Regions from separate parts of the Mus musculus genome. Here region 1 is linked to region 2. Evidence: chromatin contacts called from public Hi-C data. All regions are on one chromosome and are shown on one strand. Each heading gives the region's core, a stretch centred on a gene start, on an enhancer-like site or on the middle of the called end of the contact. The rest is flanking DNA. Distances are from core to core; before and after follow the strand shown. Region 1 overlaps Maml2 (mastermind like transcriptional coactivator 2). Region 2 overlaps Maml2 (mastermind like transcriptional coactivator 2).

Region 1 (6,007 bases), core at 586-3,085, 70 kb before region 2:
AGAATCAGGACCTAAAAAAATGTGAGTTGGAAGTGGGTGATCAATAGTGAGGGTGCAGCTTTAAATGGAGAAGGGTGGAGGTCAGAATAGAGAAGCTGAGAGCTACCCAATTGTACCTTCCAGTAACTTGGGTGGCATGGGACAGGAGAAGGAACCATGTGCTGAGGCACAGAGACAACAGCATGTTTTAGAAAGGAGTTTATTATACTGACAAGTTGGAGGGAGGATTTCCAAGATGCATCTGCTACTGAGGGCTGGTAGACTCCGTAGACAGGGTCATCATAGCCTTAATGCCCACTAAAATGTGTTAATTCATTTGAATATGGAGAAATGGTAAGCTTTTAAGCTATATTAATGTTCTTGTATATTATGATTGTTAACATTCATTGTGAACTTGACAGAATGTAAAATCACCCAGGAGAGGAACCTCTGGCTGTATCTATTATAAGAGATTATTTAGATTAGGTTCTCTATACCTGGATGTGGGCAGCACCTTTCCACAGATTAGGGTCCTAGAATGAATAAAAAGGAGAAAGCAAGCTGAGCTCATTATTGTCTTTCTCTGCTTCCTGACCATGAACACAGTCTAACCAGCTGGTTGCTAGGCTGCTGTCACTTCTGCCTCACCGTGACCGACTGTACCCTGAACTGTGAGTCAAAATATCTCCTTTTACTTCAGCTGATTTTCCATAGCAACAGCCAGTGCTGACTGCTTCTACCCTGAGATTCTGTTGAAGAGTGCCACTGGATCCTTCCAGCATGGAAGAAATTGTGAATCCTGGCATTATAATTATATAGGAACAGCCAGATTACAGGGCACACCTATAATCCCAGCACTCTGGAGGCTGAGGCAGGGGGATATGAGGTACCGGTACCTTCTACACAATGAGACTCCCTTCCGAAGCAAAAGTTAGCAATGCCATGAAGCAGTGTGCCAGCCGGTACAGGCTCCCTCGGCCAATACTTGGCCTCTTGATGGTTGACATGCTGTTGTTGCCTTTTGGCCTTTACCATGTCTCTCGTCTAACTGTTTTGGACACAGTGTGCATGCAGAGGCAGCCAAGAAGAAAGAGCAGCCGGGTGAAGATGCCCAGCATGTCCGGGGAATGGGTAAGGATAGACTGCAGGGAGAGAATGGTGCCATGATTGGTTAGAGGTTGATGGAGAAATCTCTGCATGTCAGTCTTGAAGCTTCATTATAAGAGAGAGAAGAGACTAGAAGTCACTCCACCAGTGAGCAGATTTATTAACTACATAGAGAAAGCTCTAAGCCACATCCTGTGTTGTCATTCAAGACTTAAAGGAGATACTGCAAAGGGTACTTTGAATTTTTCACAAGAAATCCAAAATTGCTATGATGGTGTGTGAGATGCTGTACTGAGTACACCCTCTGGGTGGTCATTCTTTGGGGGTGTGGCCATCCACACAAGTCTAGTTTGGTTAACACTTCACATAAGAATCCTGACTTTCTTCTCTTAAGATCCAGTGGGCTGCGGCTCTTCACCCCCTCCCCCTTTCTCAGTCTTCTCTGAACATCCCCTTGCCTTTTGAGACATATGGTCTCTGCTGGGGTAGGCATAAGCCTGCTTAGGCTAGCTAAGTCTACAAGCAGTGACCTGTCATCCTTGAGGCTGCAGAGGTGGTACCAAGAGCACTTATGGGGGACTGCGGCCCGTCAGTAAACAGCTCTGTTTTAAACAGCTGCATTTCACTCTTGCAAAGGACTTGAAACATAAACTTCCTGGAGGGATTTGAAAGCGCCATGATTGCACGATCCTCTGGTTTCTGTTTCTTCCCCTGCCCCCATCCTTTTCCACAAACTAAATGTACTCTTTGTCTCCTGTGCTGCCATGGAAACAAGCGATGCACCTCACAAAGGTAACAATTCATTCCGCAGGCCACAGTCCCTCAAGTAGATTCCTGTTCCTCTCAACCAGGCATGCAGGAAAGATTGAAATCTGTAGCTGCCTGGAGGGTGTGTGTGTGTGTGTGTGTGTGTGTGTGTGTGTGTGTGTGTCTGTGTCTGTGTCTGTGTGTCTGTGTGTGTGTCTGTGTGTGTGTCTGTGCGCTTACCTGGGTCACCATGTGAGTTTTCCTTACTGCCCATTAGTGATGTGGTTGTCGCTAGAAATTACGGATGATCTAGAAAGAGACTGGCTCAAAAGATCACGAGTGACTTCTCATTGGTTACTACAGTGAAATGTTTGGGATCTTGGAATAATACATTTGAGCTCATCACAACTCTCAAAGGGGAAAGTAATTCCTCCCTGGTTTACATTTCCTCTTGCAAGTGTCACTTCCAAGTTTATCATCAGAAAAATCCTTTAGTAAGGGAGAGAAGAAACTCGAGACTTGGGTCCTTTTCCAAAGATATTATACAGCGCCCTTTCTTTTTTAGCCTTGCAGAACTGTGGACTTTTTGTCAGTTAATGCTGCTGGATTGACTATGTCCAACCCAATAGTAAGTTCTCTAAGCATGGGCCTTGGGTCCAATGCTTCACTGCATATGTACCTGCCACGATGCTTGCTGTGGCTGAATTGCTTTCTAAAAATAGCCATGTTTTGTCTCAGTCCCCAGGACACTGACCCTTTTAGGCACTAAGCATCAATTAGCAAGAAGTCTGTAGCTGTGGGGATCCTTTTCATGCTCAATCCACGTCCCACTAGCTTCTACATCAGTGTAAAGCCTTGAGAACGGGAGCCAAGAGGAAGATGAACATCATCAAAATGAGGCAAAACTGAAGGGGTGGGAACGTGGTGATGGGCTCAGGGTAATCGTACGCCACTGTGCTGATCCCAAACTGGCACAGAAGCTCCTAGTGACTGACTCCGTGCCAGGAGGGACGTGCGGGAGTCACAAGGCACACTTTCTGTGTGAATCTAGACACAAACTTTCACTCCTTTAAGAAAAATTGTGGGGTTTGAGTTGGTTGAGGGCTTTGCTGTTGGTAGACCAGCTAGGGAAAATACACTAGATGTGTCTGGAAATTCTGTCCATAACTTTGCTCCTTAAGACTCAAGCTTCAAGAGATTTTATCACTTCAACATAATAACCATTCTTTATAAAACTTGAAATAAAAATGAGAATTCTTTATTTGTAAGACAGGATTTTAGTATATACATACATACATACATATATACAGATATTTATACATATATGTATCTGTATGTAAAAAATCATGAGATATTTTGTATGCTAACATTAAGATTAATTTAAAGATATTCAAAGTAGATATCTTTCTTATATAGTCAACTACTACATTAAATAATGTCATTCCAGGTCTAGTTCATGATAACGATATCCCAGCTTGTTCCCGTAATCCCTGCAAAGACTTGCAGGAGCCTTTCAGAGATGGACCCACTGTGTTGGACACAGAGAAGAACACAATATTCTATAAGGCCTGAAGGAAAAAAAAGAATAACTGCTTTGTGCATGAAATACTTTATCCATGACTCACTTTTTGCCCAAAATATATCGAAGTGAATCCAAAGTAAATGCTATGTCTAGCATGCTGGCACGACTCCTAAAACTCTGAATGTCCTTCTCAGCAGAATGCACAGTGCATTGCCATCATCAATCATGACAGTGCTCTCTCCCACTTCACTTGGAGGGTCCAGCTCCAAAGGGCTCTCTGGAAGGCTAACGGCATCCTGCTTTCCCTCAGAGTTTTTGGCTCTGCTATGATGATTTTAGCACTTTCTGCCTTGTATTGTTTTTGGCAACTGTTACAAGTATGTGAGGTTTTTTTTTTTTTAATTTTTATTTTAAAATTTTTTTACTTCAGTATGATTTCAAAAGTCAACAGGAGACAAGCTTCTCATGGCTCCACTAACCCATCCCAGCTCTAGCCCAGGGAAACACTCACTGACTAATTGGTGATTAGTGTTATTGGGCATCCAGTTGGTCTGGGCACTTGGTAGTACATAGGGCACCAATGCTTCTCTGCCTAGGCTCATGATGAAGCCTGTCTTTGTAAGCATCACTAACTGATAACATTTCTTTCTTCTTATTTTTTTTACTAGATGTTTTCTTCATTCCATTTCAGATGTTATCCCCTTTCCTAGTTTCCTCTCCGAAAGTCCCATATACCCTCCCTCTCTCCCTGCTCCCCAACCCACCCACTCCCACTTCCTGGCCCTGGCATTCCCCTATACTGGGGCCTAGAATCTTCGCAAGACCAAGGGCCTCTCCTTCCACTGATGGCTGATTAGGCCATCCTCTGCTACATGTGCAGCTAGAGACATGAGCTCTGAGGGTACTGGTTAGAGACAAAGTTTGGAGCAGAGACTGAAGGAAGGACCATCCAGAGAATGCCCTACCCAGGGATCCATCCCATAAACAACCACTAAACCCAGACACTATTGCATATACCAACAAGATTTTGCCGACAGGACCCTGATATAGCTGTCTCCTGTGAGGCTATGCCAGTGCCTGGCAAATACAGAAGTGGATGCTCACAGTCTTCTTTTGGATGGAACACAGGGTCCCCAACGAAGGAGTTAGAGAAAGTACCCAAGGAGCTGAAGGGGTCTGCAGCTCTATAAGAGAAGCATTTCTTTCTTTCTTTCTTTCTTTCTTTCTTTCTTTCTTTCTTTCTTTCTTTCTTTCTTTCTTTCTTTCTTTCTTCCTCTCTCTCTCTCTCTCTCTCTCTCTCTCTCTCTCTCTCTCTCTCTCCCCCTCCCTCCCTCCCTCCCTCCCTCCCTCTCTCTCCCCCTCTCTCTCTCTCTCTCTCTCTCTCTCTCTTTTCTTTCTTTTTTTTGTTTTTTTGTTTTTTTTGTTTTTTTTTTGTTTTTGTTGTTGTTGTTTTGAGACAGAGTTTCTCTGTATAGCCCTGGCTGTCCTGGAACTCACTTTGTAGACCAGGCTGATCTCAAAGTGCTGGGATTAAAGGTGCGCGCCACCACGCCTGGCTAGTAGAAGCATTTCTTGTCCAGGCGTAGAGCTGTTACTTCCTATGGTACAGCTGAAAGGTTTCAGAGAAGAGAAAGCACAGATGCTTCAAGAAGTTGCTGCTGTTTTCTGTGGTGGTGGGAGTTAGATTTGTTTCAAAATGTTGGTCAGTGTCTGTAAATGTATGAGGCAGAGAGAACCAGTATTGTCTGTTCATTGTTTGGGGCTGAAGTATGGCTATTGATATATTCCATGTTTTCAAACTGCAATGTCAAAACAAAGCCTCTCTTAGTTTTACACCAGCCTTCTTCTACTGTTAGTGGCTTTAGGGACTTCAGTAAGTCTTAAACGTCTTTCCAGTATCTGACTGTAAGTTATCCCCCTCCTTTCAAATTTTCTCTGTTTTCAGAACACTCTGAGGCTCTGATCTTCTACCTCACATCTGCTTGACTTGTGTTGTCCATGTAGTAACAAAAGCTGTGTCCTGTTCAGACCAACATACAGCCTTTGCCTTCTCCCCTTTTCCTTCCGTCCCTTCCTCTTCCACAACTCACCCCCATCCTCCTTTGTGGTTTCTTCCTTCCCTGTCCCTTCCTCCCTCCATCTCTTTCTTTTTAATGCTGAGAACGGAAACAATCATTTCCCTTTCAGTGTCTATGCATCCGTCTCCTTCCCCTTGGCATGCTCTCCCTCCCAGGACTCCCCTCTCTCATAGCTAGCTCTCCTTTTCCTTTCATCTCTGAGGGTGGATCCAGCAGAGGTCTTTTTCATGACTGCTACATCTAAGGATATGGCTATTGTCTGTCCACAATTACTTGCCAGTTTCCTTTACAATATTTATAATTTCAAATAACTCTATTAATTAAGTTCCATTTTTAAAGTCTGATCTCCCATGTTATAAAATAACCTATAGGGAAAGGCTTAGAGGACATGGCTGTTTTTTGACCAATGCATATTATCTTTAGTATGACTTGAAGAAATCTGCCAGAGAGAGGAGTGTTTAAAGCAAATAAAAAACGCCTCTAAGAAACTTGGAGATGCTGAATGATATTCTGATGGTAGAAGGAGTTGTCTTTTCTCTTAGCTCACATGTCATTATTTTTCCATTTTCCTGCA
Region 2 (6,316 bases), core at 2,232-4,731:
GATGGAATTACATATTCAAGGTTTAATTCAGAAATGACTATACTATTAATTACTGAATGCTTATTGAAATATACCAGATGCATGCGGCATATATATATATATATATATATATATATATATATATAGACATGCCAAGGAACAAAGTTAGCCTTGAGGCAATAAGGATGTGACTCAGTTGTTGAAGTGTTTGCTGCTCAAGTGTGAGGACCTGAGCTTGATCCCAGTACATGTGTAAGCATATGGGGCTAGCAGAATATGTGTAATCCAGAGCTGGGGAGGGGAGACACAAGGATCACTGGAGCATCTCAGGCCAACCAGTGCAGCAGAATTAGTGGGGCCAGAAAACAAACTGGAGTTTGATTGATAAGACATCGGATATGGATCTCTAGACTTTGCATGCACTGTGTGCATGTGCGCATGCTTCAATAGAAGCACTCATGAACGCACACACATGAACACAAACATGAACACACACACATGAACACAAACATGAACACACACATGCACAGTCCTAGTGATGTAGGAGACATGTCTTAAAGCTGAAAAGGGGCTAAAGTACCAGGTTGTATTTGTATGCTGAAGTGCTGATAATGGTGAGGAGGAGGGACGCTCTTGAGATAGAGTACAGGCTTCTGAGAGTCCCAGAACAAGCTGTGATTCTCTGAGGATGCCAGTGAGAAGTCAAAAGTGAGGCCGACTCTAGCTATATGAGCTGTGTTCATGAGAAGGATGGATGTGGACATTTGTGGAAATGTCTCAAGAAGTCCTAACTGAAACCATCAGGGAGTAGGAAGGAAGCAGCTATACACATTGAGGCTGCATGAGTAAATAAGTCATGTTAATACACACAGGGCTTACACGGCTGTTAGAGAATGTGGTTGTCCTGATGTTGATAGGTGGTGGTTCCTGTCAAAGTCTGTATACCCAACCGACATAGGAAGAGGAAGAGAAAATGATGACTGAGCACACTCTATGCCAAGGTTACATTCTATAATCCCGACACTGAAATGACAGAGATGAGAAAGAGGAAATGTCCCTATCTGTAATAGATTTACAATGGAATAGAGTAAGCACTCATAGCCCTATTCTAGGCTACACAATCTGGGGACACCAGAGTTACACATGTAAAACGGATTCAGAAACGCATCACGAGGCTGTCACTTTACTGAAAGCCTATCCAGATATACTGTTGCTTTAATGCTTGATCCAACCATAAAGGTGCAGTCACTGCCAAATTGCATGGTGCTCTCAATTACTTGAGTTCAGCTGTCAGTGGCAGGAGGTCCTTTGAGGGTTATGAGTCATTACCTAGGCCATGTTATTAAATGGGGAAAATATGTTATAATAGAATGTGACTGTCAATTTTCAGGGGCATTCCAGTCTCCTGGGAACTGAACCGCATCCCAACAGGACAGGGATGACATGGGGAGAGGAGCAGAGATGCTGGTGATCTGTGAGTTCATTTTTTTCTCCCAACTCATGTGGTAATGAGGGACTTTTTTTTTTCCTCCAAAATATCATTAGGAGTATTTGAAGACAGCCATACAGGTGACAGGTCACTGCTTCAACTACAAGATGTGTCGATGCTTAATCCCCAAGTTCTGACAATGTATGGAGCTAGGTTTTAATTTGGACCTGAGGCTTCCTAGGCCATAAAATAAACTTAGAAATAATACATGCTCTTTTAGAAAGGAGCATCCAGGTTGTGGGGTCCATTTCTATTACCTTTGAATATCTTTGCATTCAGTGGACACATTTATTCTGAAATTATCAGTAACCCAAAGCCCATTTCTTCAAAAGTATATTCATGGAACAACAAAGGAATAAGGGATGAAAGAGCAAAGAATATTTAAGATAGGAAACATTATTTGGGAATAGTTACTGCCCTTGTGTTAAAGGAAGTAGGGAAAACCAAATACTCTGAGATGTTAGCTTCATTTGTGTGTGTGTTTGTGACTGTCTGTCTATATGTATGCACATGGGTATGTGTCTTTCTTTCTGTTTTGTTGAGTATGGTGTGTCTGTCTGTGTGTGTCCATTTCTTTGTGTTTAAGTAAGAGCCTCATCTGGTATGCAATTCGAAATGCTGTTGAGGCCCACAGTTGCAATTGCTCCAAATTAAAGAAAAATAAATGATACTATTAAATTAGCCATCTTTTATGGGGATTTTTCATTTTTTCTCTTTTTGCTGACGTGCTAGGCTAGAACATCAAAGCATGCAGAAATTACAGGCAAACATTCAAGGTGCTTAGAAGACCAATGGGAGACACTGGTGGGCCTGTGCAGCTCTCCCAGACAGGGTTAGAGGGGATTAAAGACACACCGCTGGACTCGGGATACTCAGAGGTCGCTGCCACTATAAGGGCAGTTTTCCCATCAGTGGGGTGATTTTTATGCCTGTGGAGCAGAATCAAGAAAAAGTGACCCGACAAAGTGAATGGCCACCTCTGTGAAGCCACCCTGACATGGGTCAGAAGGCAGAGTCAGTGGCGGGATAAACACTTTTGGTCTGAAAAGTGAAATTTATCTCCGTGAGTTTTCAGGGATGACCTTACTATGCAGTGAGTCATCAGCGTCTGAGAAACATCTGAGGCCCTCGGGAATGTTAGGCAAATGGCTGCAGGAGTGCTTTCCCTGTGAAGGGAGATGTGGAGGCCAGCAGCCAGTGGTTCCAGGTGCCCCCCACAGCCACGAATACAAGGAGACAAGAAGCCAGCTTTAGTCACGTCTGATTGTGGGAAACATAAAAACACAGCCCGTTGTAGTGGTTTCTTATTAATTACCACCAGTGTTCCGAGAGGTAAGTGTTAATTGTCCCGTGTGCCTCTCTGTGGTGTGTGGTACCCAGTTTTTCTGTGAACTCTAATATAGATTAGGTTTTAAGAAGAGAGCAGGAGGATGGAGGAATTTCTAAGCAAGACAATTTCTTTTTTTTTTTAATTAGGTATTTTCTTCATTTACATTTCCAATGCTATCCCAAAACTCCCCCATCCCCTTCCCCCACTCCCCTACCCATCCACTCCCACTTCTTGGCCCTCGAGTTCCCCTGTACTGAGGCATATAAAGTTTGCAAGACCAATGGGCCTCTCTTACAACAGACAACCCATAATTCTGCATGGAACTCTAACACTGTTCCGAACAAAGAACCCACTTTTAATAGCTGTTGTCCAAAGGAACGATTATCTTTACAGGACTCTGGGCTGCACATATGCCTGAATTTGATTAGTCAGCACCCAGAGAAAGGCATTGTCTTCTTTTGTCCCAGAGCACTTAAGTCCGTGTGTCTGCCACGTCAGTACTGTTTTGCCTAACGTTTTATTTCTGCCCGGCGACAGAGCACTGCATGTTGTGACAATGATCTTACCTTTAAAGTAAAATGTCTGGCTCACCAGGGCTCACAGTGTCTTCTTCACTGATCAGTGTTCAACTCTGTGTCCTTTCTCCTCAGAGTCATAGCATTTGCTTTCTCTGCTCAGTGGTGGAGAATGCACGGGATGCTATGTGACGTGCAAGGCTGCTATAGAAAGCACACAGCACTCAGTCGACAGTCTCAGTGACAGTCCGAGGCAACACTCACAGGCGACAGTGAGTGCTTTCAAATGACTGTAGCTCCCAGACTTCTGAGCTCCACCGGAAGCCAAATGGAGCTAACTCACACCTACAGCCTGCCCAGATTATGGGCTCAAAGCACAACTAAATGTCGTTGTTGAAAGGCTCGTGTGTTAAGGTAAATTGTCATGCAGTTGTAGCCTCTTGTGCTTTTGCTGTCTCTATGCAACTGCTCTGGGAGGCAAATGCTTGGCTAGGATTCTACCAGGCTAGTGCTTGTTCATGGGAGTCTTTTAAGGCAGAATCCACATAAGATCACCGTGTCTCATCCTTGTCAGTGCTTTGTATTCTGAGCGGTGACTTGGGGTGGCCAACCTCCAGATCAGGATTGTATTTACAACAATATATATTGCCTATTTTTTTGCTTGGATCTATACAAACATTCCATGAGTCTAGTGAATTTTAACCAAGTAAAAATTTCATTCCTAAAACTTCCCCTTTTTCTCATCTGTTGCTACCCTACCACATATTTATAACATGCTAAGAACAAGCTAACACGGCAAAGAACGGTGCCTCTCGGCCAAGCATCATGCAAGAGTTGACACCATCTGGAGCAATGGTTACTGAAACTAAACTTATGTATGATGGCCTCACTAGGTGACACACTAATAGTCATCTGGGACTGGCACATTCCAGTCTGAGTGGAGCATAGTTAAGCTGCTAAGAAAAGAGTATGTGAACTGGGCTGGGGAGATGGCTCAGTGGTTAAGATCACCAGCTGTTCTTCCAGAGGTCCGGAGTTCAATTCCCAGCAACCACCTGGTGGCTCACAACCATTTGTAATGGGATCCAACTCCCTCTTCTGGTTTGTGTGAAGACAGCTACAGTGCACTCATATATATAAAATAAAATAAAATAAAATAAAATAAAATAAAATAAAATAAAATAAAATAAATAATAATAATAAAAGAGCAAAACACCCATGGAAGGAGTTACAGAGACAAAGTTTGGAGCTGAAATGAAAGGATGGACCATGTAGAGACTGCCATATCCGGGGATCCACCCCATAATCAGCATCCAAACGCTGACACCATTGCATACACTAGCAAGATTTTATTGAAAGGACCCAGATGTAGCTGTCTCTTGTGAGACTATGCCGGGGCCTAGCAAACACAGAAGTGGATGCTCACAGTCAGCTAATGGATGGATCACAGGGCTTCCAATGGAGGAGCTAGAGAAAGTAGCCAAGGAGCTAAAGGGATCTGCAACCCTATAGGTGGAACAACATTATGAACTAACCAGTACCCCGGAGCTCTTGACTCTAGCTGCATATGTATCAAAAGATGGCCTAGTCGGCCATCACTGGAAAGAGAGGCCCATTGGACACGCAAACTTTATATGCCCCAGTACAGGGGAACGCCAGGGCCAAAAAGGGGGAGTGGGTGGGTAGGGGAGTGGGGGTGGGTGGGTATGGGGGACTTTTGGTATAGCATTGGAAATGTAAATGAGCTAAATACCTAATAAAAAATGGAAAAAAAAAAGAGCATGGGATCTGTGGCCACCAATTAGTTCCCATTTTTGTACTCAGCCATCTTTTCTTCTCGTGGCATTACAAGAAAGTACTATTTAATTCAACTAAAGGATTGAAATATTCTCTTATAATTTCTTAAAGTCAGTTTTATGCGCCATCTTATTCATATTCTTTTAAATGTTTAGAATGAATGATATCTTCCCCAGTAGGTGGAGTGATGGAAGGAAGGAGTGGATACCGACCATAGTGTACAAGACCTGATGTTTGTTTTGAGTTTTTAAAGATTTATTTTTACTTTATGTGTGTGTTTTGGCTGGATATATGTCTGTGTGCCACATGTATGCCTGGTGCCCTCAGAGGCCAAAGTGGGTGTTGGTTCCCTCTGAGCTGAAGTTACAGCTGGTTGTGGGCTGCCCTGTTGGTGCTGAGAACAAAGCCAGGGGCCTCTGCAAGAACAATAAGCTCTCTCAACTGCTGAGCCCTCTCTACAGACCCTGACTTGAGTTTTAATTACACTCACATTCTCAAGTTTCTCTTGTGTTTCTCTATGCACCTCATTTTTCGTTTCAACAAAACAGAATCTGAGCTCTGCCTTAGCTACCTGTCTGTCCATTTAATAGCTGTTAAAGTGCTTTGTTATGCCTATAAACATCTGAATAAGGGGTCTCAGGATAAAAGCAGTCAGCTACATGAAATTCTACATATTCCTAGTCTGGACCATCGTCATTTAACAGATGTCTGTGTAAAGCCTTCTGTAATGGCATTTGTTCTGTAACTGGACACTTCCTCTTTCGGCCAGTTCCCTTCTCCACAAACTGATCTCCTTTCTCACTAACACACTTCCCTCCTTCTACAAGCCCCAAAGCAGATCACTGCAGCTGCAAGCTGGTTCACACTGTGTTTTCTAAGCACAGAACAGAGCGGGTTCTCTCCAGTACAACACTGCATCTCGTCCTTGCCTTAAGCAAATGTCGTCGTTATCCCTTGATAGATGAGAATGCTCAAGGTCAAAGTCACTAAGTAGCTTTGCCTAAGACCAGAGTAAGGAAGAGAGTGAAGGTGGGGCCCAGACCTGGAGCAGACTCTAATGACTAATTAATTACCTTTGCCATCCAAGCCCCCATCCCCAGGTATTTCCTCTTGATAGCTTAAAAACAAAAAACAAAACAAAACCTAAAACGTAAAAAAGGGGTTGTCCCAGGATTTACTTTTGGCACCAAGTCACTTAATATTTGC

What was found. A called contact is a pair of places that touch in the nucleus more often than the background predicts.
Region 1: a Hi-C map of dorsal root ganglion neurons shows a contact between it and region 2, with 2.1 times the contacts expected there. The contact joins two enhancer-like sites. A contact is called at or near these places in 2 of 39 promoter capture datasets (cranial neural crest and embryonic stem cells), 2 of 484 Hi-C or Micro-C datasets (dorsal root ganglion neurons and embryonic fibroblasts), 2 of 115 datasets of contacts at active chromatin or transcription factors (double positive thymocytes and microglia) and 1 of 9 other capture datasets (pancreatic islet).

What each region holds. Positions count from the first base shown.
Region 1 is chr9:13,609,354-13,615,360 of GRCm38.p6, reverse strand. The region is part of intron 1 of Maml2 (mastermind like transcriptional coactivator 2); the gene reads right to left. It overlaps Gm51666 (a long non-coding RNA gene), which reads left to right and starts at 4,952. Exons shown (of 3, transcript XR_003948103.1): 1 at 4,952-6,007. Within about 2 kb of position 1,835, at least 42 of the 459 cell types and tissues checked have an H3K27ac peak or open chromatin away from gene starts, as enhancers often do.
Region 2 is chr9:13,540,581-13,546,896 of GRCm38.p6, reverse strand. All of the region lies in intron 1 of Maml2 (mastermind like transcriptional coactivator 2), which reads right to left. Among named protein-coding and RNA genes, the nearest start is that of Gm51666, 67 kb to the left of the region's middle. Within about 2 kb of position 3,481, at least 22 of the 459 cell types and tissues checked have an H3K27ac peak or open chromatin away from gene starts, as enhancers often do.